Linked DNA regions of Mus musculus: all the other regions are linked to region 2. A link is a contact called in public Hi-C and promoter capture Hi-C data. All regions are on one chromosome and are shown on one strand. The core of a region is the stretch at or near the end of the contact, and the rest is flanking DNA. Distances in the headings are between cores, read along the strand shown.

The links. Promoter capture Hi-C pulls out the DNA fragments that hold promoters and counts their contacts. A called contact is a pair of places that touch in the nucleus more often than the background predicts.
Region 1: a contact with region 2 is called in a promoter capture Hi-C map of embryonic stem cells. The contact joins the promoter of Agpat1 here to the promoter of Lsm2 in region 2. A contact is called at or near these places in 9 of 39 promoter capture datasets (the 3T3-L1 cell line, the C10 cell line, the HPC-7 cell line and 6 more), 1 of 484 Hi-C or Micro-C datasets (rod photoreceptor), 5 of 115 datasets of contacts at active chromatin or transcription factors (the SCID.adh cell line, embryonic stem cells, extraembryonic endoderm stem cells and 2 more) and 2 of 9 other capture datasets (liver and pancreatic islet).
Region 3: a contact with region 2 is called in a Hi-C map of B cells, with 7 read pairs. The contact joins the enhancer-like site here to the promoter of Lsm2 in region 2. A contact is called at or near these places in 1 of 39 promoter capture datasets (pre-B cells), 2 of 484 Hi-C or Micro-C datasets (B cells and pro-B cells), 1 of 115 datasets of contacts at active chromatin or transcription factors (bone marrow-derived macrophages) and 2 of 9 other capture datasets (liver and pancreatic islet).

The regions. Positions count from the first base shown.
Region 1 is chr17:34,603,293-34,607,150 of GRCm38.p6, reverse strand. Agpat1 (1-acylglycerol-3-phosphate O-acyltransferase 1 (lysophosphatidic acid acyltransferase, alpha)) reads right to left here and starts at 1,290. Exons shown (of 7, transcript NM_001163379.1): 1 at 980-1,290. It overlaps Rnf5 (ring finger protein 5), which reads left to right and starts at 3,590. Exons shown (of 6, transcript NM_019403.3): 1 at 3,590-3,817. The coding sequence starts at 3,678.
Region 2 is chr17:34,979,908-34,983,338 of GRCm38.p6, reverse strand. Lsm2 (LSM2 homolog, U6 small nuclear RNA and mRNA degradation associated) reads right to left here and starts at 1,485. Exons shown (of 5, transcript NM_001110101.2): 1 at 1,254-1,485; 2 at 652-719. The coding sequence starts at 1,256.
Region 3 is chr17:35,299,887-35,303,414 of GRCm38.p6, reverse strand. No RefSeq gene overlaps it. Among named protein-coding and RNA genes, the nearest start is that of H2-Q1, 19 kb to the left of the region's middle. Within about 2 kb of position 1,529, at least 127 of the 459 cell types and tissues checked have an H3K27ac peak or open chromatin away from gene starts, as enhancers often do. A contact at or near this core is called in B cells, bone marrow-derived macrophages, pre-B cells and 1 more, where this site is marked.

The DNA.
Region 1 (3,858 bases), core at 41-2,540, 380 kb after region 2:
TTAGACAGAAATGTTTGAAGATCCATAAACACATTGGAATGGCAAATGGGTTAATGAGCATACAATCAATCAATCACACCGACAACGAATTTACAAAATAAATGGCAGGTGCAACCAGTACATGCCACCGTTGTGCCACATCGATGTGTCGTCACACCATGCAGATCTTTGGTGAGAGCCACACCTACTAAACAGGTTACTGTGGTCACAGGGCTGAACCACTGAACCCCACAGGCAGAAGAACCCTGCACCCTCTGGAACTGAACACCTGTGAGGCTGAGGGACCAAGCTAAGGCAAACGGGAAGCCCCAGGGCAGGTAGGCCGCACGGAAACACCCAACAGGTGAAACATACCAAGTCCTCACACAGATTTGACCCTGGAGCGTGTCACAAACTGAACTTGGGGCAATGGGCGTGAAAGCGGATAGCCATTCTGATGGGGTTTTAAACGTCATTCTCTACAGCCCATGGAAAGCACAGCACAGGGCTGCACAGAAGCCGGGCATCCTATCCAAGGCGCCGGACCTCCCACAGGCCACTCGTGTGCTAGTGAGGGGCTCTGGGTGGAAGGCCGCTTCCAGATCAGTGCTGCTTCCGTGTGAGAGGTTAGCGGGTGCCTGACAGCAATTCCTAGGAAGCAGTCCTGGCCTTCTCACCGCCACCCAGAAGTCATGTGGGGCCAAAAAGCAGCAGAAGGGCTGGGAAACCCGAAGGGAATCCCCTTTTCAAGACTCGTCCCCTTGTCCACACCCCCGTCCCAAATTCCGAGTTCCCATCCCTCCTCTCGCCCGCCTCTGCACTCTGAGCAAGGCCCCCAACCTCGGAGCCTGTTCCCAGCCTTCGTCGCTCCCATTCTTCCGCTCAGGCCCCTCTCCCCAGCAACCCTGTCCCCAGCCGGCCCTCCCGGCCCCATCTCTCCCCATCCCCGTGCCTCTCGGCCCCCTCCTCCCACAGCCTCCCACCCCCTTCCCGCCCACACCTCAATGGGGCGGGGAGCCTGGGGGACGGGCCCCCTCCCCAGCCAGGCTGCGGCAACGGTGGTGGCGGCTGGCTGTATCTCTGTCTCGGTGTCGGTGCCAAGGGGGCGACAGGATTTGGGGATGTCCTAGCCCCGGCCGATGGAGGGGTGGTGGGAGTGGGAAGCTGGGCCCATATCGGTAGGAATGGTGGGGGGCAGTACCCCCGACACCCTCCCTCCCTCCCTGCCGGCTCTCTGAGGGTCGGGGCTACTGCCGCCGCTATCTCCCCCACCCCTCCCAGCGCCTGCTGACTTCCGGGGCTGGCCAGGAAGTGGGGGTCTATGATGGGCAGCGGGCCTCGCCAATCGCCTCTTCAGAGACCCGCATCTCCTCCCCATGCCTGCCGGGCCTCTCGCTGGCCCCGCCCCAGGGAGCTCAGTGGCGCTCGCGGCCTCGGTCAGCCTCATCGCTCGGGCCACCGGTTTCAGCACCGGTGACCCCGGCTCCCTCGCTGCTCTATTCCTCTGCCCCGTCTAGCTTCGCTCGCACGCTCTCTGAACCCGTTGCCTTTCTTTGAACCCCAGCGCTATGTAACTCTAGGATCCCCAAACACTTCCTCCTGCCTTTCCTGTCTCCCATTCAATCACAAACGTTTATGAAGTACCTTCTGAATTCAAGCAGTAGGCTCACCTTTTTCTGCTCAGGCCTCGGGCTTTCCCTGAATAGCTCTCCAGCTTTCTGTCCACTTGCCCTTTGTCCCGGGTCTCCATCTCCTCCACCCACCTTTAGTCTTTAAAGATAAAGGAGCCCTCTGACCTTCTCTCCCTTTCAACCTTGTTTTCCTACTTAGTACTTTCCTAGTTCTTCATTCACCCAATCTGAGCCAACCACTCCCCCCCCCCCCACACACACACACACGATCTGGCCGCTGGCTTTTGGTGGTGTATGCTTGTTAACAGCAGTACATGAGAGCCTCGGGCAAGAGTATCCGAGTTTGAGGCTATAGCTGAGACCTGTAAGAAGCTAAGTCCTTTCGATGGAATTCGAGCAATAAAACACTGCTTCCTAAGGGTGATAAAATGGTGGGATGTGCCGCGTATCTAACTGGCCAAACCCTACTTCCCTCTTCACACTCTGGACGAGTCCATCGTTCCTACCTCCTATTCGCCTATTCTGCATCTAAACCTCTTCAATACTCCAGATCCTCGCTTCTCCGTACCTCCTCCTATAGAGAGTCCCAGCTTCTCACCTTTCTTTATTCCTCAGTCACACAGGTCCTTTATCAAGGTATTGAATAATCCTTAGCTAGCGTGTTCTCGTCTCCCGCCCATGGACACCTTTGCCCTGGGTGATTTACATGGCTTGGTGAAGAGCCCTTGCGAATGCGAGGACTGTTACCTAATTCTGGGCCTTGGGCCATAGTGAGGGTCACTGAGTGCTGGAAAGGCCCTAGCTGCCAGCCGTCCAGCCAGGAAAAAGATCCAAATCTATGCAGGGCAAACTACAAGGAAGGGGCGGATCTACCCCATTCTACGGCGGGTCACCTAGGGGTCGGCCTCTGTCCTTTGGGCGCCCACTCCCAAGAGGGTGGAACCAGTCCTTTTCTGCTTGTAAGGTTTAGGACGGAGTGGGGGTCCACTGTGGTCTGCTGTGTCACATTACAACGGTGGGCCTTTGGCTCGGTCCTGCTGTGAGAATCACCTAGAGAGGCTAAGTCGTCCAACCGAGAGAGTGGGGTTAACACCGGCGCCACAGACCGACGGCCGCACCATCCACGCGTCGGGCTAACCCCAGCTCTGCTCCCCGCTTCTCCGAGAGGGAGGGGCGGACCCAAGGTCTTCCCTCTACGTCACCCAAGGAGGCCGGAGCCATCTTGAACCCTGCGACCCTGGTACTTCTGCCCTTCCCCCTCCCCCCTTAGCTCTGCACCGTCTCTCCAGATCTCGGCCAATCAGCGGCGGAGTAAACCGCCCAATCAAGCGGAGAGAGTCCGGGCGGAAAGACCCGGATAAGGCCGAGTCGAGGCCTTTGAACCTAAGGCCCCGCCAATAGCGGAGGGGTTGCCATGGTGACGAGAGAGAGCGAGTGAAGGGGCGGGACTGGAGTCGACACCGCCTTCGTCTGGGTTGGCCTATTCCACGCCCCCCCCCCCCGCTTATTGCGCATGCTCATTCTTCCGTGTCATGCCAGCCAATCATTTGATTTGGAACCATTCGCTCTAAAGTCCAATAGGAACCCGGACCTTCTAAGAAAGAGGAAGAGAAGGAAAAAAAGAGGCTTATGGTGGGCGAGTTCTGTAGGCCTGAGCCAATCCCTTCTGAGCTTTGGTTATGACTGGCAGCTGAACTGACGAATCAAAGCCTCTTTAGCTGAGTGACAACACAGGCCTAGCTCATTATGACCAATCCCTCGGCAGTGCATAGTTACTGAAGCCCTATCAGCCAATCATCATCGTGCAAGGGTAGGGGCCCCACACACACCTTTTTCCGCCCCCACTCTTTGGATCAATCGTGTCCTTTGAATTCTATATGATTGGCAGGTACCTCGACCAATAATGATGAGAAAAACTTGAAGTTTGCCCAACGATCCTGGGCCGAAGGCGGACCTGCTTTGTTGGGGCGTGAGTGTGTGTGTGCCTGTGTGTGTGCCCTGTGTTAGTGTATATGTGTGTGTGCCTGGGGGTACTGAGGGCTACGTGGGGGCGAAGCAGAACTTGCCATGGCAGCAGCGGAGGAAGAAGACGGGGGCCCCGAAGGGCCAAATCGCGAGCGGGGCGGGGCGAGCGCGACCTTCGAATGTAATATATGTCTGGAGACAGCTCGCGAAGCTGTGGTCAGCGTGTGTGGCCACCTGTATTGGTGAGAATCCGAGTCAGGGGCTTGGGGTGAGGCGGCGGGGT
Region 2 (3,431 bases), core at 236-2,735:
GAGTTCCAAGACAGCCAGGGCTATACAGAAAAACCCTGTCTGGAAAAAAAAAAAAAAGTTATTTTAAAGAGAAACATGAGGGCTGCATATGAAGTTCACTTGTTGAGCATGCCCAGTACATGAAAGAAAACAAAAGCAAACAAAACCCGGCTTCAATGAAACTATAATTTTCGAAGCACTATTAGGAACCAAGTAGACCTTAACGGATGTGACAAGAACCCATAAACATATTTCCAGTGGTACAGCATTTAAGCATTTACCCCAACTCCTGAATCGTTAAGAGCAAATGATACAGCCAGGCAAATCCTAGCACTCAGGAGACAGAGGCATGTGGATCTGTGTGTTCCAGGACAGCCAGGACTACACATACATGTTACTTAACTGTATCTCACTGTGTAACTCCGGATGGCCCTGGACATATGTAGACCAAGCTGTCCTTGAACTCACACCTCTGCGTTCAGTGTTGGGATTACAAGCATGTGTCACAATACCAGGCTCACTCTTAAACTAATCTTTTACACTTAAGACGAAAGGTATTTCTTCTGTGTTTTGCCTACCTACTCTGAAGTAACTTTGTCAACAACAACGACAAAAAGGATCAGGACACCCGGCACCCCCACCTTCCACCAACTCGCTAAAATAAGGACCTACCTCAGGTCATTCTTGAGTTCCACGACTACATCCTTGCCCACAAGAGACTTGAAAAAGGAGTAGAAGAGCTATTGGAAAAGAGGGAGGAACTATCACATGAAAAGGGACGGGGAGGAGGAGCCCGTGACAGTATTTTGAAATACTAGTCTTTGTAGCCCCTCCTAGTAGTTCTCAAAACTTCATAACCAACAACAATCCGTTAAACGGGACTCTGCAGTTCACGGAGCCACGGAGTGACAGGACCTGCGTTGCACCCCTCGACGCTAGAACCCACTCTCTGAGTCGACCACCTCCCAGCTGAGACCGCTTCCCAACCGCACCCTCACAAAGTCCTCGTCAACAGCACAGAAGTGCAAGGCTCGCTTCCCGTTCTCCCCCGGCGCCCGTGGGCTTTCTCTTGGACTTGCTAAAGGTTTCCCCCAAAACACCATCGGCTCCGAGCAGCCTCCTCACACTGGGGTGTGGGCAGTAAGGCTGTACGGAAAACCCTGGGGCCTGGCTGCCGCCCCAAGCGACCGACACGAGTGCCCGCACCCACGCCCGCACGGTTCGAACCGCCCGCCGCGAGCGGCGGCGCTCCCTTTTGACGTCACGGTACCCACCATGGTGCTGGCGCCACGCGGGGCGGCCTGGACCGCGAAGGAAGGCGCCGGGGACTGCGAGCCGGAGGCAGGGCGGGAGCCGGAGCGCGAGCCCGCGCGTGAAGCAAGACTGGATCACGCAGGCGCACGGGGAGCCGCGAAAACCTCGGCTGAATTCAGGCTCAAAGGGAGCGGGGTAGGGCAGAGCCGAGAGGACCGCCAAACCGGTAGAGGGGCGGAACTTCCTGTCCCCCCCACTTCCTCCCGAGCAGCCGCTTTCTCACAAGCGCATGCGTGGGCCGTGGCAGCTGCGCGTTGGACGTAGTTCGTCTCTTTTTCTGATGGTTGTTGAGACTTTTCTCTCTGCCGCGTGATTAGCTCGTAGTCTACGTTTTCTATGGGGAATTATTGGGAAGATTGAGAAAATTATGACTTGCGTATTCTTTAGTAAAATTTAAAATGTTGCTAAGAGCTGGACAGCGTTCGTGCCCAACTGGAATCCTGGAGTTGAGACGGGAGGATTCTGGTTTAGAGGTCAACTAAAGCTATTATAGCAAGACCCTGTGTCAGAGAATAAAATATACACCAATACACACTGGTTATGGTGTGTGTGAGTGTGAGAGAGAAACCGGAACACAAATCCTGATTCTTATCAAAGGTTCCCAGTAAGTAAGTTTCTCTCAATTTCAGTCTTTTGGGGTGCAAAGTTGACCCAGAGCGGACACATTCTAAGCAAAGCAAATGAACAACATCCCAGCTCTAATGTTATATATATATATATAATTTGGCATAGGACTCGTCTGTAAAGGACTAAACTGACTGGAACTCAGTGACAGAAATATTTTACTTTATCTTAGCTTTTTTTGTGTGTGTTTGACAGTTTTTGCCTGTATGTTATGTCTGTACTACATGAGTTCCTGGTAGAAGAGAGGGCTTCAAATGCCCTGGGCCTGGAGTTACAATGGTGAGCCTCCTTGTGGGTGCTGGCAATCAAATCTGGGTGTTCTGGAAGAGCAACAGATGCTTGTAACTGCTGATCCATCCCTGCATTACTGAAATATTTTCAACTAGATCACCGACAGATACTACTTTGGATGTTCTGGGAACAGCATTACCAGGCTTGTAACATGCTGGTTGTGAAGGAGTTCACAAGAGCTGACTGATTTAAAAAAAAAACAAAAAACTAGAAAAGCCTCAGTAGGCAAGTTCCAGAGAAGAAAGAGATGGTCTGAGATGAAAGGGCTTTGTTGTTATTTCGATTGACTTGTTTTATGTAAGTATGCTGTGGCTTTCTTCAGACATCCAGAAGAGGGCATCAGATCCCACTACAGATGATTGTGAGCCACTCTGTGCTTGCTGGAAATTGAACTTAGGACCTCTGGAAGAGCAGTCAGTGCTCTTAACTGCTGAGCCATCTCTCCAGCCCTATTGTTTTTTTTTTTTTAAATAATTACATTAAGTGGGAAGTTGCTAGGTTGTATCTTCTGTGGATATCATGTCTGGATAAATAGGGAAACACTTTCTATTCTGTCTTCTCTTCTTGAGGCTGGCTGTAGGTGCAAGGCAGTCACGGGACACAGGTGAAAATTCTGAGAGTCTAAACCTGCTGATTGCAGGGTGGAATTCTCTAGTGTAATAATCTAAATAGATTGTAGCCAGGGTTTCCTGGGGGTGGGAGTGAGGGCTGGAGCATGCATGACTGTGTAGGCCAGAGATAGATACTGCCTGTTCTTTCCACCTTATTTAATATTTTAAAATTGTATATGTGTGAGCGTTTTTCCTTGCATGTCCATCTGTGTACACATGGGCAGTGCTCCCAGACACTAGAAGAGAGTGTTGGATCCTCTAGAGTTACAGTTGTTAGCCACCACATAGGTGCTGGGAATCAAACCCTGGTCCTGTGGAAGAGCAACACGTGTTCTTAACCACTTAGTCATTTCTCTCATTTTCTGAGATAGGATCTACCATAGATCCTGGAGCTGACAGGTTCATTCAGCTAGACTGACTTGCCAGCAAGACCCTAAGATGCTTCTTCTGTCTGCCCTACCTACCCACTCCCCCAGTGCTGGCATTACCGGTGCACATCACTGTGTTCAGAGCTGGATCCAGCATGGTACCAAGCAGGATTTGTTCCCAAGTTCAGCAGAATCCTTAAGATTTGAATCGAAAACAAGCTGTCACTGGATAGAAGCAGTCAGT
Region 3 (3,528 bases), core at 280-2,779, 320 kb before region 2:
TTCCTGCTGCCCTCTGCCCCACCTCTGTAAGGAGTTTGCAGACCAGAGCAGTGTTTCTCAATATTCCTAATACTGCGACCCTTTAATTCCTGGTACTAACCCCAACCTTAAAGTTATTTTCAGTGTTACTTCATAACTGTAATTTTGCTACTGTTTTCTGATGGCCTTAAGCAACCCCTGTGAAAGAGTTGTTTGACCCCCAAAGGGGTCATGACCCACAAGTCCTAGAGTGAAGGTACATGCTTGACCAAGTTGTTTGGTTTTTGAGACAGGGTTTCTCTGTGCAGCCTTTGTTGTCTTGGAACTCTGTAGACCAGGCTGGACTCGAACTTAGAGACCCACCTGCCTCTACCTCCTAAGTGCTGGGACTGAAGGTGTGTGTCTCCACAGCCTGGCAACCTTGACCAAGTCTTGAACAAAAGCTAGGCTGGTTTGCAGACCTGTAACCCTGGCTAATTAGGGACCAGAAGCACTGGATGGAAAACCTGCTTCAGTTACAGAGTAAGTTCAAGGCCAGCCTGGACCACGTCTTAAAAGTAAAGGCTGGGACACAGCTCGGTGGCAGGAAGCCGTCCCTAGGTCCCATCTACAGCGTGGGGGAAATTCCAGGTGAAAGATGCTGTCAAGGGAAAAAAAGAGTAATTTGAGGTTATTTCCTTTACCCCATTCACTTCCCAGGGCCTTGGCTGGGGGCCTAAGTCCACCCAGACCCCGTCCCAGGCATCCATGCTCCTTTCTCACTTGTTACAACTTTCCCACCTACTCCACCACCCCCTTCTAGGTGTCAGACCTGGGGATCCCAGGCTTCTGGTTTTACCTTATAGCCCCGGGTGTTCTGGAACTTGCTATGTGGTTGAAGAATGCAGAGATCTGCTCTCCTGAGTTTTGGGATTGAAGGCATTCCCAGAGAAACCCAGGACCCTTTCTTTGTGTGGTCACATCAAGCTCAGCCGGTGTGTAGTTCAGTGAGGACACGGTCAACAGGCAGGAAGCCCTGGGGTAAATCCTGGGCAACAGCAACCACAAAAGGAAAAACAACTAATGCTCTGCTGTGGCGGGCTGTGCAGGGGATACCCGGTTTCTTAGTGTGGCCCTTCCTCAGTGTGAGCTGGACAGCTTCGCGGGCTTGTGAAGCTGGCCAGCAGTTCCTGAACTCTGCAGTCTGCAGTCTGGAGGGACATTTGACATAGAGCCCAGTCCATCTCCAAGATTCTTGGGAGCTGCGATGCGGAGCACGGCCGCCAGGGGGCAGCAGGACACAGGAATAGGAGCGGCTCCAGTTCCTGATCACCTAAGTGGCTGTGAGCTTTGAATGCTGGGAAAGGTAGGGAGTTGTGGTCGCCTATGCCCTCTTCATACCGAAGCAGCCAGGGATTTTCCTTTCAGCCCCAAATCCTCTGGTTTGTGGTTTTCACGGGTCCTTATGATCTTCGGACTGAAACACAACTTCTGAGCGAGATTACACCTCGGCTCCTCTCTAGATTGTGACTCAGCACCAACTCTCCAGTCACAGTGACATAGACACACACACACCATGGCATGCTGAGGTGAGGCATGAGGATCAAGTTGTAGGTGGGAAAGGTCAGGACTGGAGAGATGACTCAGAGGTTGAGAGCATTAACTGCTCTTCCAAAGGCCCTGAGTTGATTTCTCAGAAATCACGTGGTGGCTCACAACCATCTATAATGAGATCTGGCGCCCTCTTTTGGTGGCTATAGACATATGCAGGCAGAACACTGTGTACATAATAAATTTTTAAAATAAAATAAAGAATTCAAGGTCCACCTGAGCTACAACAAGGCATACAGCACAAACAGCATAAATGAACGAACACACAGGCTCCATAGACCAGTAGCATCAGGGGCCACTCTGTAGAAGGAATCACCCTTCCCTGGCTGATTCCCTAAGATCATTGTGTACACATCATTAGATGTACACGCCTACTGCAAGGGTCCCTAGAGTGCTGATCTAGGTTTGGAGGTGTTCCTATGCGCTGTAGTGACCCCCAATACTGTTCAGGTATCTCTTTCTTTACAGAAATCTTATTTCCCTTCATTTATTTTTCATTCTTTTAAAAAATATTTTTATTTATATGGGTGTTTTGCCTCCATGTATCTTGCGCGCGCTCAACTGGCCAGGAAGAACGACGCTGCAACAGGATCCTTCTGCACACGTTTATTGGGAGAGCTTGATTGTAGAGGCGAAAAGACCTCGAGCCCAGAACTGGTGCTGCTTTTATAGGCCTAGGAGAGGCGTGTCTCACACCCGGATTGGTTATGCACTATGCCTCATTTGCATGTTCCTCATCTGATTGGCTACTCTCTCTCAGTACCTCACAGAGCCTCATTATCATAACTCATTTGCATGTCTCACATCTGATTGGTTACTCTCTCTCAGTACCTTACAGAACCTCATTATCATACCTCATTTGCATGTCTCACATCTAATTGGTTATACTCTCAGTACCTTACAGAACCTCATTATCATGCCTGGGCCAGGCAGTGTCTTTGCAAAAAACTTTACTGCATATGTACACATTGGTTGTTTGTCCAATTTTATGCGTGGTGGCCAGCAGTAGTCAGTGCCACTCAGCAACGGCACATGTGGCTTCCCACACATGTATGTCTGTGCCCCACAAGCATGGAGTTCCCCAGGCCGCCAGAAGAGGGCACCCTACCCATCTAAGGCTGAGTTACAAGTGGATGAGAACTGGAACTGAACCCAGGTCCTCTGGAACAGCAGTGAGCATTCTTCACCTCGGAACAATCTCTGCAGCTCCATAATTTTATTCGGAAGTGACACCATTTTTATTTTTATGCCTTGGCTCTCTGAGATTCTTTTCTCTGCAGCACAGGGCCTCAGTCAGGCCTGAGCCTCCTAACTCCCCTGCAGAGAAGGTGTGAACAGGAGAAGCCCTGGCTTCCTCAGGGGCACAGAGTCCCAGAGAAGGAGCTTCCCAATCCGTCCCCACAGTGCTCAGTCTACAAAAACGTCTGATGTCCTCCAGCACCAAAGCAGCATTGCTAACATAACCCAGGCATGGAACATTCCAGATGCCCTGTGTAGGTTTATATTTTCCCAAACCTACTTTAATAAGCTTACTTAAGTGTTTTAACCTCTCTTCTAGCTCACCACCCACCAGAGGAAATAGAAAGGGCAAAGGAGCGTGTGGACCTGTTTAGAAAGAGTTCTTATGGAGAGTCCAGTCTGCATTGTCAGGATATCAGCAGGTGAGTGCACATGAATCAGCGATACCAGTTCAATCCAGAAGAAACTTTGAGATTGCACCGATCAGCCTGAGTCTGCAGAAGCAGGAAGAAGATGCCAGAACATCACCAGAAGTTCTTTGGTTAGTTTCTCTCTACAAAGTCCTGAGAAACGATCAGCAAAGAAGGCAAGGCTAACCAATGCCACAGCGTTGTCTGGGAAGAACGAAGACCAGCAAAGCGTGGCAAGGTGAACCAATGCCGCACAGTGTCGTCTGTGGTCTATTGGGTGATATTTATACCCTATCCAAACATCATGTGT